Linked DNA regions of Mus musculus: region 2 is linked to region 1. Evidence: chromatin contacts called from public promoter capture Hi-C data. All regions are on one chromosome and are shown on one strand. The core of a region is the stretch at or near the end of the contact, and the rest is flanking DNA. Distances in the headings are between cores, read along the strand shown.

Evidence for each region. Promoter capture Hi-C pulls out the DNA fragments that hold promoters and counts their contacts.
Region 2: a contact with region 1 is called in a promoter capture Hi-C map of pre-B cells, with 2.4 times the contacts expected there. The contact joins the promoter of Hopx here to the promoter of Pdcl2 in region 1. A contact is called at or near these places in 2 of 39 promoter capture datasets (pre-B cells and stem cell-derived epiblast-like cells).

Annotation. Positions count from the first base shown.
Region 1 is chr5:76,329,793-76,332,702 of GRCm38.p6, reverse strand. It overlaps Pdcl2 (phosducin-like 2), which reads left to right and starts at 1,547. Exons shown (of 6, transcript NM_023508.7): 1 at 1,547-1,690. The coding sequence starts at 1,685. 4930432L08Rik (RIKEN cDNA 4930432L08 gene) reads right to left here and starts at 1,465. Exons shown (of 6, transcript NR_152115.1): 1 at 1,374-1,465; 2 at 153-351.
Region 2 is chr5:77,093,790-77,096,699 of GRCm38.p6, reverse strand. Hopx (HOP homeobox) reads left to right here and starts at 1,433. Exons shown (of 3, transcript NM_001159900.1): 1 at 1,433-1,549; 2 at 1,678-1,834. The coding sequence starts at 1,691.

The sequences.
Region 1 (2,910 bases), core at 298-2,797:
CATATTACCCCTATTGTCCCTGCTAACCCTTTTTGGTTCCCTTCTCCCAGCCAAATAATCTGTCTTCTGATTTTATGTCATATGTGATAGGTATATCAATACAAATTCTACATATGAGAAAAGAACATGCAATATTTTGCCCCTCCCATTACCTTCATTTGTCAAAATAAGAAAAGTTAAATATTATTAGGCATCAGAGTCTCTTTTAAAAATCCAGAAAGACGGGCTGGAGAGATGGCTCAGCAGTTAAGAGCACTGACTGCTCTTCCGGAGGTCCTGAGTTCAATTCCTGGCAATCACATGGTTCTCCAAACTGTCTGTAATGGGATCTGATGCCCTCTTCTGCTGTGTCTGAAGAGAGTGGTAGTGCATTCACATACATGAAATAAATCTTAAAAAGAAAAAAAAAAACTAGAAGAAAAAACCCAGACAGTCATGAATTGCTTGTGTATTTTAAGAATCTTCACATAAAATCAGGGCAGGGAGGAAAGTAGAAATACCCATACAGTTGAAAACACTGCAGTGTTTTTGCTGGGCAGGGCCACACACAAACGCTATGGGATGCTTGGAGTGCAGAATCCATATTAAATACTAACTGATCACTGCGGATGAATCGCTCCTTTGCTGAACCCAAGTTTAAAATTGTGTTACTTAGTACATTTTTTTTTTCTTCTTGTTTTAAGATCCTTTCCAGGATATTTCTGGGACTGCTTACATGGTAGTTTCTCCGTGTTCCTAGAAAATACATCCTAGGAAATTCCTTGTCTTAAACACAGTGGAACCCAAATGTCTACTTCTTATAAGCCCGAGCTCCTAAAGTGGGTAGGGTTCTTTCTTTTAGTGATTTTGGTTTTGTTTTGATTTTGTTTCTTTGAAACAGGGTCTCAATTTGTAGCCCAGGCTGACCTCTGCTCACAGGTTCCTTCCGCAGCCACCTGAGGTAGATCACAGGTGTGTGGTGGCAGGTCCTGACGCTTATGGTCTTGTTGGGAATCAGACGGAAAATTTCGGTCCAAGCTCCAGAGGGAACAGGAGAAAATGTACACACACACACTTGAGGCTAGTGCTTAGATGCCCCTTAAAATTCTATCTTTAGCCAAGCAGTAGTGGCCCATGCCTTTAATCTCAGCACTTGAGAGGCAGAGGCAGGTAGATTCCTGTGAGTCAAGGTCAGCCTGCTCTACAAAGCACATTCCAGGACAGTCAGGGCTACACAAAGAAATCCTATCTCGAAAAACCAAAACTAAGTAAATAAGCAAACAAATAAACAATAAGTCTATCTCTAAACAGACAGTGGGTCCAGGTTAAGAACTCCTCTGTAGTGCTGGCCACCCAAGGAATTTATATTTTTCTCTATGAATACTGGATTCAACCTTGCCTTGTCTTGGACATGGCAGTAGTAGACGAGAAGATGGAGCGCAACAGGAGCATCATGTGACTAACAAAGAGAGACACTGCTAAAGTCAGATGCCCCAGAACTTGATGCACAAGGGCCCATAGACCCAGGAACTAAACCTCAGCGTTGCCTGGCAACTGAGCTACCGTTGCACATGCGCAGAGGTCCTGTTCGCTCTTGGTCTGCCCCTGGAGCGTTAGAGACCACTAGCCAGAGCTGGCTGGTTCCCTCTGCCAGCCTGGAGGAAGTTTGAGGCCCTGATCCCAGTGAGGGGCACAAGAGAACATCATGCAGGTGAGGGTCAGGCCTTAGGGTGACCTTGGAGTCCTGAGCTGGATCAGCCAGCTAGCTCCAATCTCAGGGATGTGAATGGAGTGGTGTGGGCCGTCCGCAGGGGTGGGTTCTAAGATTTGTTCTTGGTAGGTGCTATTTTGTGCGTCTCTGTCTAGTTTTAAGAGAATGTCGTTTGGCGATATTCTTGAGTCTCATGTGAAGCTGAAAGAAACACTTAGTGGTTCAGTATCGCCTTTTACCCCTGAGTCCTGGAAATCCAAATGCTGTGCTATTTTTGAATTATGATTGGCCAAAGGGGATTCAATTGCGTTCATTTATGTTCTTTTAAAAGCAGGTTCGGGGTGGGTGGTGTCCATCGATGTGAAATGTCTCAGGGGTTTAAGGTGCTTGCTGCTGAGCCTAAAAAGCTGAGTTCGATCCATGGCACCTACAAAGCAGTAAGTGAGAACTCTTCAGGTTATCTTCCGAGCTACACACACACACACACACACACACACACACATGCGAGAGCGCAAACAATTTTCATTTTAAATAGAAAAGTTAAATTACAGCTCGACATTTCAAGACTTTGGTCTGGGTAATTTCACAGGGTGATGATGTTTTTTTTATTTATGAATTCTTTATCTTTGAAATTAGCTTATTTATTTGTATGGGCATTTTGTTTGCACGAATGTCTGTATACCACATGGTACCCACGGAGTTCTGAAGAGGACGTTGGATCCCCTGGAACTGAAGTTTTACAGATGGTTGTAAATCAGCACTTCGGTGCTGGGAATTGAACTCCGGTTCTCCTTTAAGAGCAGTGAGTGCTTGTAAAGGCGGCCCCTCGAGCGCTTTATAATAAAGTTTTAATTTAGAAAAATAAGAATCTCCTCCCTCCCTTCCTGTCCCTGCCCCCTTCCTCCGTTTCTCCCAGGAAAATCCTCACTTCCTGACAGAAGAAATAGCTTTCCTCTTCCCTGCTCCCTAGTGAAGGGAATCGGGTTTTTCTTGGTTTGTATATGAACTTTGGGTGGTTGGGTAGGTCATACAATTTATTAAGCTATTGAAAGCGCAATTCACATGTCTTTGGGTCCTTTCACGTTGGGCTGGGTGTTAGCAGGCACATTTGTACAGCTAGCCCGGCCCTGCAGTCTGTCTTGCATTGCATCTGCCTTTCAGGAATTCTGCTGAAGTGGAGCCAGCAGGAAGCAACAGATCACTGACCTAATAATTAATAG
Region 2 (2,910 bases), core at 184-2,683, 760 kb before region 1:
AACAGGAAAGGTATTTCTTTCCTTGTTTCCTTCCTTCCTTCCTTCCTTCCTTCCTTCCTTCCTTCTTTCTTTTTCTAAAAGATTTATTTATTATATGTAAGTACACTGTAGCTGTCTTCAAACACATCAGAATAGGGTATCAGATCTCATTACAGATGGTTGTGAGCCACCATGTGTGGTTGCTGGGAATTGAACTCAGGACCTCTGGAAGAGCAGTCAATGCTCTTACCCGCTGAGCCATCTCTCCAGCCCAGGAAAGGTATTTCTAACCAGATGGGCCACAGCCTTGGTGCAGAGTCGGGGATCCTTGGTACAAATTTTAAGTAGAGGGACATCTAGTTCCCTGAAAATGATTTGCTGGTGACTTGGCAAATGCTTTGAGGCCCAGTCCCACGTAGTTGAAAAGTTCCTCCTGTCTGAAACCTCTTCAAGGGAACTAGAGGAGAGGTAAGAAGCATTGACTTAGGAAGTAGGAGGTATAAGCCACAGATGAGAAGGTGGTTAGCTCTGAGCACACTATCCAGATAGTTCACCCCCAGGCACAAACCACATCAAAACCCGCTCGGGACTCTGCGATTGTTAATGCAACAAGCCAGGGTGATTCCCACACTACTGCTTGGCTAAGCCTGGACAGAATCTACAGCCAAGAATATCTTGAAGACCAACCGTCTTTACCTCCTAGTTTTCAACAGGAAGCATAGGAGGAGGGAACACACCTGGTAGTTTTCTTAGCCCCAAGTCTGAAGCTATATTGGTGTGGCGCAGCAGGAAGGTTGTTGCTGCGATATGCTGACAACATTTGTTGCTGGAGAACTGGAAGCTGGAGGTGGACCTATTTTTCTGGGCTGAAGTCTGAGGTTCTAAATGATAGTTGATTTTGATCCTGATTAATTGGGTAGGTTTTGAAAGGTATCTCACACACATACAGGAGACCGCAGTGAGGTAGGTAGGCTCTTGGGATGGAGGCTTGGCATTTGGGGTTCAGCTGCCTTCCGCATGCTCATGGCTCAGCCTTCTCCACGCTACCACCCAGCCGTAAATCATAAATCATTATCGCTGTGTTTCCATTTCCGTCTCAGTACAAGTACATTGGAAAGATCTTTAAAGTATCATCCAAAAATTTTATAGCCGTTATTTGCGACTAAGCTGGCAATTTAATTTTCCCTCTGTGATTTTAATGTCCTTCACATTTTCTGCAGTACGTGCTATTTTTTAATCAGGGGGAAAAAAAAGAGTAAATATCCATTGGTAGTATTGTTTGTAAGTGCGGTCTCTTTTTCCCCAACTTGTGCAGTGAGCGTCTTTCCCCAAAGTGTGCGTTGCCCTGCGCTCCCTGGCAAGGCCCCCACGTGCTAGCCCGCGGCGGAGGCGGAGTGTGGCGGCCCGGGAGGCGTGCCCACGGCGACGGGAGCCCAGCCCCGCGAGTGTCCTCAGTCCCTAGGGCAGCTCCGGATCTCCGGAGGCAGCACTTGAGGCGCTTCCTCAGTATACTGTCCCCTCGGAGTGTCAGGCGGGAGGCGTCTTCTTCCTCCTCTCCATCCTTAGTCAGGTTGGGGACGGTCCCGGGGAAGGAGGGTTCCCCCCAAACTCCGCAGCCAGCGGCGCGGGGCGCCTCGGTGGAACGGCGGGAGGGGGCAGGCGGACCTCGCTCACCCGGGCCATCTGGTTCCCCTGCAGACGCGCACGGACCATGTCGGCGCAGACCGCGAGCGGCCCCACGGAGGACCAGGTGGAGATCCTGGAGTACAACTTCAACAAGGTCAACAAGCACCCGGACCCCACCACGCTGTGCCTCATCGCAGCCGAGGCGGGTCTCACGGAGGAGCAGACGCAGGTGAGTCCCCAAGCCTATGTATCCTCCGGGACTGGCGGGTTCCCGCGGCTGCCGCGGGCCTCCATCATATGTATCTCAGTCCCCAAATCATTCCGCAGTTCCCCGGGCGCCCAGCCCCTATCCACCCTACCCTGTCTCAACACCATCCTCTTTTTGGGTTTCCACTGCCTTCCAGATCCGGCCCCTTGCTTTCTCCTCCTGTAGTGGGAGCATCTCGCCTGCTTTCCTTTCGGTTTCCAAGCTCAGTAACTCTTCCCGCTGTGCTGGAAAGCTTCGGGAAGGTTTATTCTCATCAGGGTTGTCATGGTTTAAAGGGACGTTAGCGATCAGCTATAAGGTTGGTCTTCCGGTTTGTCAGAAGACAAAACTAAGGCGGGGGAGGGGGGTGGGGGCGGGCGGGAGGGAAGGGTACTGTCGTGGGGATAGGGATGGAGGACCTGACCTGCCAGGTTGCTCTTCCCGCCACATCACCACATCTCTGTGCTGCACCTAACAGGCACACTGCCATACTTCGGTTCAGGTTTTGTTGCTGTTTTTATTAATCCCCTGACTCTGAGCTTCAGGTTCAGCTTTAGAGTCTTTCTCTGGAATTTACCAAGAAGTAGCCCTCTGTTGCTATGGCCGCAGCACACGACCCCCTTGCATGATGATAATTTGTCTGTTCATAAAAGGCTTCCTCGCTATCCCATTATCCCCAAAATTTGCTTAGGGTAGAGATCGCAGTACCACCTGGCACAGTGTTGGAGCCTTTAGGCAACTCTCTCTCCAGTCCAATCTACCCTCTAACTTCTTTCTTATTCCCTTTGGTCGTGGAAAGATGATTTGCCACGTATGATAAACCATTTGGGAGTTGGTCCTGTTTCTCTCAAAGCATTTCACGCCTTTCAATTTTCCTCTGAGCTGGGATATTCTTATCCCTTCAGTTAATAGACTGGAGAAGGAGGGGCTTTGTCCTCTCTTCACCCTGCTCAGTTAAAGCTTAAAACCCTGTAATAGTGCTCCCTGGGCTATTAAAACCAGAATCCTGGGGGGCTGGTGAGATGGCTCAGTGGGTAAGAGCACCTGACTGCTCTTCC